4 separate regions of the Mus musculus genome follow, and regions 1, 2 and 3 are each linked to region 4. Evidence: chromatin contacts called from public promoter capture Hi-C and targeted proximity ligation data. All regions are on one chromosome and are shown on one strand. The core of a region is the stretch at or near the end of the contact, and the rest is flanking DNA. Distances in the headings are between cores, read along the strand shown. Region 1 holds the start of Rab3il1 (RAB3A interacting protein (rabin3)-like 1). Region 2 overlaps Dagla (diacylglycerol lipase, alpha). Region 3 holds the start of Fads2 (fatty acid desaturase 2). Region 4 holds the start of Tmem109 (transmembrane protein 109).

Region 1 (2,700 bases), core at 193-2,692, 860 kb before region 4:
GTGCTGGGAACCACACGTGGGTCCTCTGTAAGTGCAATGCATACCCTTTCTGGCTGAGCCATCTCCAGCCTAACTCTTTTTCTGTGTTGTGTTGTGTTGTGTTGTTTGGGGGGGGGGGTTCTTTTGTTGTTGCAGGGTTTTATTTTGGTTTGTTTTTTTGGCTTTTTGAGACAGAGTTTTTCTGTGTAACAGTCCTAGCTGTCCTGGAACTCACATTGTAGAGCAGGCTGGCCTTGAACTCAGAGATCTTGCCTGTCTTTGCCTCCAGAATGCTGGGATTAAAGGTGTGTGCCACCACACCCTGGCTTTTCTGTTTTGAAAAGAGCCACTATTAGTTGGTGAAGATGGGTCCTAGGCAAGTCAAGGTTCTGGCAGTAGAGGTCCTTTAAAGCAGGTCTCCCATTCTCCTACCATTTACCATACTGGAATTCCATAAGCCAAGCGTGTGGTCGTAGTCACTGAGGGAGCTGAGGAGAAAGTATTAGTTCAGCCCAGAAGCTGGAGACCAATCTAGGTGGTACATGACCAACACCCTCAGAGAAGAGGGGGCTAAGGGAAAGGAGAGAGGGAGGCTGGGGTTCCAGCCTGGAGAATTTCTTCGTTTCACGTGGTCCTTAGCAGTTCAGAAGGGGCGGCTGTTGTGTAGATGGATGAGTGAAATGTGTTCTTACAAGCCCAGGGAGCACTGTAGACGCTGCCTGTGGGAGCTGGTCTAGCAGTACTCAAGGAGAGGTTGACTATGGGCTCTACTTATTGGATCCTGATCTGAGGCTGAACTTCATTCAGGTCAGTGGTTAGAGCCAGGATAAAAGGAGGGCATAGGAACTGAGGGACAGGTGACTAAGCTTTTTACAAATCTTTTTTTAAGTACCTGGGACAGACAGGTGCTAGCGAAGTTGGCAGAGACGTCTCCTGTGCTTAGGATGGCTTGAAAGGCAGGGACGAACAGAGTATTCAGAGATGCAAGAGGAGGGACCTGGAAGTAGAGCTGGTAAGATTGGGCCAAGGTAGCGCTCTCTTAGCTTAAACTGCTCAACGAATGATAACTTGTTCAGGGTCTGCCCCGCCCCCTTCCCAGAAGCCCAGTGTCAATCAGGGATTGATGCCATCTAAGAGCTCCAGAGACCGGTAACAGGGCTAGAAGTCTGAATGAGGGTACAGGAGCTGTTTGTCCACTTTGAGTGACAATCTGAGCGAGAAACAGAGCTGAGACCACCCCCGAGAGCCATTGTAGGTTCTCAAACAAGGGTGGACCAAAAGTGCAAGGCAGAAAGTGATAGGGAAAGGCGGAGGCCAGCTCTGGATGCAAGATGATGGAACCAGTCCCGTTCACTCTGGCGGGTCATTGTCCCCAGGCAGCAAGAGGGACAGGGCTGGGCCGGCAAAGGGGCGGGACCGGGCACGTGGCCTGGGGCCCGCCTCTCAGACACGTGACCCGCCCAGGGCAGGGGAAGGGCTCCGGTGGGGCGGAGCCGCAAACCCAGGGCGGCCAGCGGGACAGACTGGCGGTGGAGCGATTGACAGGCGGCAGGGCAGCTCTGGGGCCCCCGGCAGAGTTGGCGGCGCGCGAGGACGCGGCTACGGCGGAGACGCTGGGATGTGGAGCGGGTAGGTCCCTGCACGCCGGTGGCTCTGCGCTCCGTCTGGGCCGTGCTGGCCTCCTGGGATGGGTGAACAGGGGCTCACTGCTGTTGTTTGCACCCCACTTGGGAGATAATCTGTACTCTCAGCCCTGCCTGCAGCAGCGAGGTGCATTGTAGCATGAGGACACACTGCAGCCCGAGAGCTGAAAGGACCTTGGCAGGACCGATCTGAGTTGCCCCAGGGTGAGAAGGGTGACCCCCTCCAACTCCTAGCTCCAGTGGAGTGCATGAGAGAAGTGGTAGTGGGGGTGGTGCATAGTAGTATGCATACCTCAAAAGTAAATCTGGGGCACGTATTTAAAGGAGAGCACACCCATGAACTCTGGAGAAGCAGTGCAGTTGAGAAAGCTAGCTGTGTCTCTCCAAGGTCCATCCCTAGCTAGTTGACTAGAACCTTCTGATTCAAGATGTGAGGTGGGTGGTACCTTCCCACAGTCTGGAGGGAGATAGGCACAGACCCTGAGTCCTGGGTGAACCCCTTTCCCACCCCTCATCCTCACTTCCATCTGTTAGGGCCATCGGTTCTTGAAGCTGACTCCTGTTCTTGGCCAGTCTAATAGGAGGAGACCTTGCTCCCTGTTCACATAGGTTGATGTTCTTTCTTGTCTAAATAGACAAACGCCTCCTCCTTCCAGGACTGCAAAGACTAGGTCTTGCGGTTGTTCCTGCTAAGGACTGTTTCAGGATAGGCAGAGGATAGGCGGAAGGAGGAGAGCCCTGGGGAGGGGAACAGGTGAGATCTATTTACTCTCACGGACCCCAGCTGATTGGAGTCGAAATGCTAGGGGAACCATGCAGCTTCGACACGGCCAGGGCACTAGAACTGAGCTCCTGTGGGGTGTGGGCTGGCTTGATCTTTTAGAGGGAGCAGAAGTCAGCCTGTGTTTCTTGGAGAGTTGCTCCAGGGAAGGAGGCTAGCTAGGCTTGGGAAGTGTTTTGGGTGGGTTCCTGGTGCCTGCCTCTGGTGGAGGCAATTGTGCTTGGAGGAATGCATGTGCCTGGGGCTGTGTGTTTGAGGAGCAGCCTGGTCTGAAGGAAGCTGTGAGCCTTTCTGCTG
Region 2 (2,700 bases), core at 21-2,520, 600 kb before region 4:
ACACCAGCCAACTCCCCAGGAATCAATTGGGGCCTTTCGCTTCCTGCTGGCTGTTCTGAGAGGGCTGCTGGCTGCTGAGGAATGGGGGAGGTAGGGCCAGAGAGAGCGGCAGGACCCTCTCTTTAGCAGCCTGGACCGGACTCTCCACGTTCTGTCCTGGGCAGGGGGAGTTCCTGAAGGTGAAAGGTCCCTCTAGCTCTGGCCAGGCCGGGCTTTACTTCTGAATTCTTTCTTAGAGATCTTTTTCTTCCCATAGGCCTCTCGTACGTGTTTCAGTTCTTTGGGCAGAGGTGGCCTGGAGGGAGCTCAGGCAGGCCGTGCTGGCCTCAGGTGGCACTCTTCCCCTGGGAGCTGCTGGGCTGGAGCAGGCAGGTGGCATTAGGCATGCAGCCAGTCTCCTCCCACCCCTTGCAGTACAGCTCACCCCACTGGATCTCCTGACCACTCCCTCTTTCAAGTACACAGAGCTGGAGGCTGCCCCAAGAAGCAACCTCCGCCTTCCCTCCAGTTCTGGATCATTGCTTTTCTGAGCCTCAGTTTCCTTATATGCAAATGAGATAGTGAAGCCACTCCCTTCTTGGAGGAGGAGGGGCTGGGAGGAGCAGGTGAGCACTTGCAGAGCCAGTGGCTCAAGGTTTGTTCCCATTCTGGTTCATTCTTCAGTTTCCTGCAGTGAGTGCAGAACCTTTACCTCTGCACCAAGTCTGCTGCCCTGCAACAGAAAGTCCCTGGCCATCCATTCCCAGTGGCAGGCAGACCTGCACTGGCCCCAATCCTTGAGTGACCTCTTCTCAGGTAGGGCTGGTGGTATCTCTGAGGAAACTACCAGAGTTGTTTCCTTGGACTCCTTGGACCCACAAGTCAGTGAGGCAGGAATGTCATCTCTCTAGAGGGGACAGCTGGGACTACTGAGCTCCTGCCCAAGGCCACAAGGTTGTAGACCACGCCAAATCCACATTCCTATGAGAAAGCTGTGTACCTATCTGCCTGTGCAACTGAGTTTCAGGTTGTCATACTGCAGAGCTCTTCCCCACCCAAACTCAGCACGCCCTGAGGACAGAGGCCTCCTCTTGCGCCCCACCCAGTCCAAGATTTCCTCCACCACACTGCTCTTCCCCGAAGCCTTCCTTTTGCTGGGGCTGCATGCTGGGAGTTCTTGGCTTCCCAGATGGCCCCCTGCAGGGAAGTTCACCAGATCTCAGCTCTACCCCATTCTCAGCTCCTCAGAACTTCCTCCAGAGGAGACTGTCAGTCTCTGGTGCTGGTGACACCTCAGAGAAGAATTAGCACCTTCCACTTCCTTAGGGGATCCCTAATGAGGTCGTTAATGAGGTGTTAAGTGGGCACGCCAAGTATGACACCTCCCCTCTGGGAACCCCCCACCCCTTGGGCCCAGCCTACCCTGAGCCACGTTCAGCCCCACCTCCTCAGGCAGTAGACCAGCCCTCGGATCTGGTCTGCTTGAGTGCATGCTGCTCGAAGGTTAGAGAAAGCCTTCAGAGCTGTGTGTGCCTTGGAGAGCCACCACCTGGGCAGTACAGCCATCTAGGGCACAGGCCAGAAGCTCTGGCTCTTGGGTTTCAGCCACTCCCAAGTCATCTTCAAAGCCAGCAGGGATCAAATGATGGCAAGCAGAGCTCCTTCCCCAGGGAGCTGCTCTACAGAGCTCTGGTGACTCAAAGGGCCAGCACCCACCCTCCACCCCCCAACTGTGTAACATGGGACCACCAATAGCTTTATGGCCCAGTCTCTCCTTTGCTTGGCTCTCCTTCTTTCTGTGCTATCTGAGGGGACCCCAGATGAAGGGAGGTGATCACGGCAGGCAGGTCTCTGGAGCCTGGCCCTCCATGTCATTTAGAGCAGGGTTTAGTTGCTGTATATATCCCTAGGCTTTGAACTAAGTGCTCAAAAATGTCTGAGAGCCATGAGATAGAGGAGCCCTCTGGTCAACTCTGGCATTTAGGGAGAGAGCCTTGGGATGCTGCTCAGGTGTCCTTCCAGGCTTGGGAGGCCATTCCATATCTCCTCCATTGCCTGAGCTAGGAGAGCAGAAGGGCCTATAGGAGAAAACTCTTGACCTCAGGCCACAACTTCTATTTTCACACTCCCTCTTATCCCTCCCACAGTAGGACAAAGCTGGACTCATCACAAGTTACAGAGGCCTCCGAGAAGGGGCAGTGCCTGGAGGGCCCCTACTGCTGGGTGGAGCACAGGCTGGACCTGGCCCTGGCCCAGGGACTCTATTTCTCAGCCATCCACTGGGCGAAGACTTCGGAGTGCAGTCCGGGAGGGGCTAGCCACTTCCTATGACAAGTCAGATGAGTCAGTGACCATTTCCCCATCAGTAACCGGCTGACACTGATGACAGCGCTTCCCTCGTGGGCTGAGGGACAGTGGGACAAAGCCATTTCAATGTTGTGGAGTGTTGAGAGCAGACTCTGACACGGCAGGATGCTTGATGCTTGGCAGTGTAAACTACATACACTGCTTTAGGAACCGCTCACTGTCTTCTTCAAAAACTTAGCATGGGCTAGCCAATGAGATGGCTCAGCAGGCAAAGGCGCTTGCCACACAAACAAGAGTCTGATGGAACCCACGGGCAGAACCAACTCCACAAAGTTGTCCTAGACTTCCACAGGCATGCTAGGAAATGTGTGCACCCCTCCCCCATCATATACACTTCCAATAGTTTCTTTGTTT
Region 3 (2,791 bases), core at 61-2,560, 780 kb before region 4:
CTCAGCCTCCTCCCACTCGTCTTTCCCAAGCTCTCTCCAGCTACATCTTTTCCTCTGCTTTCAGCCCACCAAGAAAGGTGCCAAGAAAGGTCTGGCTTTCCTCTTTGACTTTGTTTCTCCTCTTACCCACCTGACTACACAATCACTTTATGGTTGGGGGTGGGGCCAGGCACGGTATGGGGTACTGTGCAATATAGGATAGCCTCCGTTCCACAGAGGTCTCAGAGACTTCAACAACCTCCATGAGTGCAAGAGGGGAAGGGTGATCCTGGCAGGATCTAAAAACAGAGGGCCATTGAGTTGAATGTCCGATAGTAACCCCAGAGGCAGATGGACCTGTTGCCAAGCCAGTCTTAGATTCACCTTCTAGATCCCCTGCGGACCTGAATTTTGCAAAATCCAGCCCGTTCGCCTTCCACCAATTCCCCACCAGGATTTCCCAGAAGGCTGGCACTTGGAGTGAGTCGGGATAATCCTCGGGAGCGTGGGAATCTGAACTACTAGGAAGTCTCTGTCGGGCAGCCATTGTGGACCTTCTTAGACAGGAGTCCAAGCAGGAGCGAGTCCTGGCCAGGAACCAGCTTTCCTTCTCCGCCCCCTGGTCTGGCAGGAGAGTCCCACATATGGCTGCCCGCTCTCAGGCTCCTCTCCCCGGCGCCCAAGGGTGGCCATCTTCCACTTGGGGAGCGCCGAACACGAAGGCTGGAGCGCCCCCTTTGGAGAGTCCCAGGCTCCGGCTGGAACAGCGCGCAGTATGCGCTGTGAACATGCACCGGGCACAGTTTACCACTGATGGGACTTCCACAGAGGTGCTAAGGCCTGGCGTCCAAAAGGCTCGGCCAAAGTCTGCCCAGTTGACCCAGAGGAGAACGATTCCAGGAGGGAGGTGAGGGCAGTTGGTACACTTTCTTTCCCTGCTGAACGTCCTGCGCTCCTTTAAGAACCGGGGATCTGTTTGGCGCCCAGGGACCCCGGGCTCCTGACACCAGCCTGCAGCAGACAAGAGTGGCTGGCACCCCCAGACTCTTACCGTAGCATCTTCTCCCGAATAGTGTCCGATGACACGGTGGCCCCCCGGGTGCCGCTGGGACCATTTGGTAACGTTGTAGACCTTGCGGTCGATGACGAGCCACCGGTCGGTGCGCAGGTTGTGCTTCTGAATCTCCTCCCAACGGAAGGTGGGCATCGGAGCCTGGCGCTCGGTGCTCCCCTCTCCCTGGTTACCTCCCTTCCCCATGCTGCCAGTCTACCCGGATGCCCCGTGCGCTACGGCCTCCGGGCGCCCGCGGCTCGCAACACCGACGGTCCCTCTCCTGGCCGCAGTGTGCGGTCGGCGCCCTCCTCGCTTTCGGCTTTTGTCTTCTACTCCTCCTCCCACCGTGCCTCCTCCCCTCGCTTTCGCTCCTCCTCGCCTTCACTAGCTAGCCAGTACCCCTGCCTTCCCTCAGGAGTACCCCTGGCTTCCCAGTGCCCCCAAGCGGTCCCCTTCCTCCGCCCACCCTAGGCCCGCCTGCTGTGGACTTTTGCCTCCGGTGAAAACTCCAGGATAGCTCAGGGCCTCGCTGCCTCCTCCCCCCACCCCTCTGGCTCCCCCCGTTCCCGGCTCCGCATCCTCCCGAGTTCCCCGCCACCCGGGTTTCCACAGTGATCAGCAGAGCGCCTGCACCAATCAGGGCTCGTCGCCCCGCCTGCCATTGGCCCAGGAGGATCTTTCGAAGGCCAGCGGGCTGGAGCGGCGGGTCCGCGGCTTCCCCCTCCCTCGCGCCCGCCCGCATGGAGTTAAGCCCTGCTGGGCGGTCGGCGACGTGTCTGACCTCCTCCTCCTCCCTTCGCTGCCTGGAGCCGGGGAAGCGGGAGTAGATCTCTGAGAAGCTGGGAGGGGAGAGCGGGGGGCGGGGGGGGGGGCGGGGGCGGCAGCTGGGCTTTTCTTTGCGCGCTTCAGAGCGCCAACGCGCTCGGCCGGGGATTTGCACCTGATGCTCGCACAAAGGAGGCGCAGCGGTTATGGTGAACAACGCTCGGCCTCCGGCTAAACAAGGCCCCCTCCTGGGCTGTCATGACTAGGTGATATTTCTGCCTGGCTAGATGGGACTCAAGTCTCCTGTATCTCACATTGTCTAAGAGATCCATATTGTTTATTGCTTTCCTGAAACCTTCCTAGAGAAAGGAGCCAGGAGTGGGTCTCTGTTTAACCAGGGCTCTGAATCCTTTCAACTTGGTCATCTTGGAAAAGAACGGTGGAATCTCTGCTTTCTTCCTCGTGCTAAGTGCCGCGGGAGTGGCTTCTGGGGAGGGTGCCAGGATAAACTGGACACCTTTCTTGTCTTCGACTGAGAAAGAGTTCACAAGCCTGGTTGGGAAACATGAAAGCAATAAAAGCCCGCGATTGATTTGACAGTAGTACACCACTTGCAGGCAAGAGAGACACTGATACCAAGGGAGTATAGTAGGAAGAAAGGCCCTATTCGCTAAAGTCTCACCACAATCCTATGATATTGTTATAGCTAACTTCAAAATGAAGAGTCTGAGGGTAAGAGAGATAAAATGGTCAAGACATACATGCTTAGCTAGTGGCCCTGTTTGGCCTCTTCCATGACCCTTTCAAGACTTTGGGCTCCCTAGCTCCACATGACACTGGTCCAAAGGAAGTACCTGGTGCAGGGGGTAATACATTCCCATAGTCCCTCCCATCGTATACTCCTCTCATTCTGTCCTGGCATCCATCAGGAGCAGCCTTTCTTCATTCCACAAACTCCAGACTCAAGGAGTGTTGAGTGAAGCTTTTCCGGCT
Region 4 (2,700 bases), core at 103-2,602:
ACTCTGGATTGCCCATCTGACCTGCCTGACTAGCCTGTTAAACAAGGGTGTTTGCCCCACCCAGGCAACCCACTCAGACCCTCCCAGGGAGGAGCTCAGCCTTTTTGTTTTGTTTTTAAAGCTCCCCAGGATTCCTGAGGCATAATCAAACAGTGGTTGCAAAGATCAGCAACGCAGAGAAAAGTCTACTTTAAGCAAAGCCTCCTAAGAGCTCTCTGTACAAAGGACACAGGTTCAGATCTATCACAAGTTAGCCGCCACTACCTTTACACCTGTTACTTAACCTATCTGAAATTCAATCTCCTCAAATGTAAGTTCTGTTGAAACTGGGTTAAGAGTTACTTCAAGAAGTTAGATAATTTGTGCAAGCACTGTGTTCAAAGTTTGTCCCACAGCCTCCCAGTGACTCTCAGACTAACTTGACATTAACTTTTCTTGGAATCCCCAGCACCTAGCATAGAATGACTAAGTGCTTGCTAAATGAGTATCAGAAGCCCTGCCAAGAAGCCACAAGTGTAGGACATAAAGACATGGAGAGGTGGCGGGGGGGGGGGGGGGAGGGAAGGGGAGGAGGTTATTTGAATAGTCAGTCCAAATATACGACAGCCACATGAGAAGCACAGCTGAGATAGAAGGTCCTAAACGTGGCGAAGTCACCACTAAGGAGAATGAAGTCAGCGTTCTGGCAGGTCGGAGGCAGCCCTCGCTAAACCCCTGACAGCTGCTACCCAGCAACTGTTTGTGGGGCAGGGTGTTTGCAAAGGGGGGGGGGGGGGGTGTGCAGCCTTGCCGCTCCCTTCCCAAGGCCCAGACTCCAGGCAATAGGGTCAGTGGCATGTGCTATTTCGAACAGCACATCCCCTGCCAAGCACTCCATAGTGGCGTCGCGAGGCCCATGAGGTCAGGATACCCTGAGGGGGGCTCCAACTGAGGCGGCAGGAGGCTGGACCATGGGGCTGGGGGAGGTGTGCAGTTCGGCACTGGCCTCATCCCCCAAATCTGGCAGCTGCTCCCTCCGGAGGGCTAGACCTCAGCGCTCGAACCCACTCATCCCGGGAAACACTCTCCTCCAGGGTTACCTAGTAACAACGCCCCTGGTTGCATAGCAACGAGGATCTGGGTCCCATACTTGTTAAGCCCCACGTTCCACGTTCGACCCCTCCCCACTAGGGCTCGCAAGGCCTTGCGGCTCCGCCCTGTTACCTCCTGCAAATCTGTCCTTTAAGCTGCATCTACAGCCCTGGTCTCGGCCCTCACTCACCCTGCTCCGGTCACCGCTATCCTTCACGTGGGACTTCGCTAGAAAACGCGCCACCAAACCGGCGCCTCAACTCCCGGGGTGTTGGTTTATAGTCTGCGCATGCGCGGGGCGGTCGACGGAGGAGACTGGCAGGTCTTTCTGGCAGGCATCGTGGACGCATGCGCTCTGCTCGCTCCATTATGGTTTGTACGTGTTTTTTCCCTCCCAAATATTTCCAAGAGAAGAATGGCGCCGGAAATTGGAGTTGGAACGGAAGCGAAGCCTTTGGCAGGAAAGGGGAAAGAAAGAACTGTCGAGGCTGTGGCGTGGGTAGAGTTGGTGCTCGATGCGGGATTCGGTGCAGATCCGAGTCTACAACGCATTTAGGGCGGCAGTTTCCTCCCGGGAAGTGCAGTTCCTAAGGCGGGGCGCTGGCGAGCACTTGGAGGGCTGAGAAACCTTTCACGCTAAAAATGGCACATCAGGGGGGAAAGGCACAAGGTGTTAGTGGGCACATGAACGGTGTACGGCCTTGGAGAAACTCATATGCTCTGGAAGAGAGCAAAACCTCACCCAAAATGTGTGGGTGACCACCAAAGCTTTGCTTACAATTGTTAGGGAAAGGAAAGCAACCCAGGTGCCCTGGGGTTATTTTGTTTGTTTGTTTGTTTTAAACCTTAGAACACTGAGGTAGCTTTGTGGATGAGGTAGGCAGAGATGTAAAAATTGTTTAAAGGTTTATTTATATGAATACACTGTAGCTGTCTTCAGACACACCAGAAGAGGGCATCAGATTCCATTACAGGGGGTTGTGAACCACCATGTGGTTGCTAGGAATTGAACTCAGGACCTCTGGAGGAGCAGTTAGTGCTCTTCACCGCTGAACCATCTCACCAACCCATAAATTTTAAAATTACGTGTAGTTATGTATTCTATGCATGCGTTCGGGTGTGCAGGCACAATACAATACTCCTATGGAAGTCAGTTCTCTCCTGCTGTGTGGATCCCGGAGATTGAATCCGGGTTGTCAGGCGTGCCTTAGTGGAAAAGATCTCAGGGGTGGTGGGGGTGGGAGTGGTGTTTTTGGTTTCTTTCTAGACTTAGTTTTAGTTTGCAAGTGCCTTTTGGGAAATTAACATAGGCACACATATTAGAAATGTATGGGAACATTGGAAGGGAAAGGAGGACTTCCCTTAGGAGTCTTGTTAAAACCTCCCATCAACTGAGAATCAAAAACTACTTTAGGTGTTTCTCTCTTCCCAGCTGTAAACCTACAAGTTTCTAAGAACTTCACTAGAAACTTACATTTACAGTAAGAAAGACCTGTCCTAGCCCTCCCCTAAAGGGTGCAATCCTAGTGGCTCATAGTTATATTTTACTAGATTATATTCCTAACCCAGTCACTTCTGGAGCCATCCTATAATATCACTAATCAGAAAGAGAGAAAAGGATAAAAAAAC

Evidence for each region. Capture Hi-C pulls out chosen DNA fragments and counts their contacts.
Region 1: a promoter capture Hi-C map of pancreatic islet shows a contact between it and region 4. A contact is called at or near these places in 2 of 39 promoter capture datasets (both in liver), 2 of 130 datasets of targeted methods (microglia and pancreatic cancer cells) and 1 of 9 other capture datasets (pancreatic islet).
Region 2: a targeted proximity ligation map of embryonic stem cells shows a contact between it and region 4, with 2.4 times the contacts expected there. A contact is called at or near these places in 2 of 39 promoter capture datasets (both in liver), 2 of 130 datasets of targeted methods (embryonic stem cells and pancreatic cancer cells) and 1 of 9 other capture datasets (adipose tissue).
Region 3: a contact with region 4 is called in a targeted proximity ligation map of pancreatic cancer cells. A contact is called at or near these places in 3 of 39 promoter capture datasets (cranial neural crest, hippocampal neurons and liver) and 2 of 130 datasets of targeted methods (embryonic stem cells and pancreatic cancer cells).

Annotation. Positions count from the first base shown.
Region 1 is chr19:10,016,752-10,019,451 of GRCm38.p6, forward strand. It overlaps Rab3il1 (RAB3A interacting protein (rabin3)-like 1), which reads left to right and starts at 1,443. Exons shown (of 10, transcript NM_144538.3): 1 at 1,443-1,608. The coding sequence starts at 1,598.
Region 2 is chr19:10,277,566-10,280,265 of GRCm38.p6, forward strand. All of the region lies in intron 1 of Dagla (diacylglycerol lipase, alpha), which reads right to left. Among named protein-coding and RNA genes, the nearest start is that of Gm30042, 11 kb to the right of the region's middle.
Region 3 is chr19:10,100,193-10,102,983 of GRCm38.p6, forward strand. It overlaps Fads2 (fatty acid desaturase 2), which reads right to left and starts at 1,311. Exons shown (of 12, transcript NM_019699.2): 1 at 1,031-1,311. The coding sequence starts at 1,237.
Region 4 is chr19:10,880,391-10,883,090 of GRCm38.p6, forward strand. Tmem109 (transmembrane protein 109) reads right to left here and starts at 1,353. Exons shown (of 4, transcript NM_134142.1): 1 at 1,262-1,353.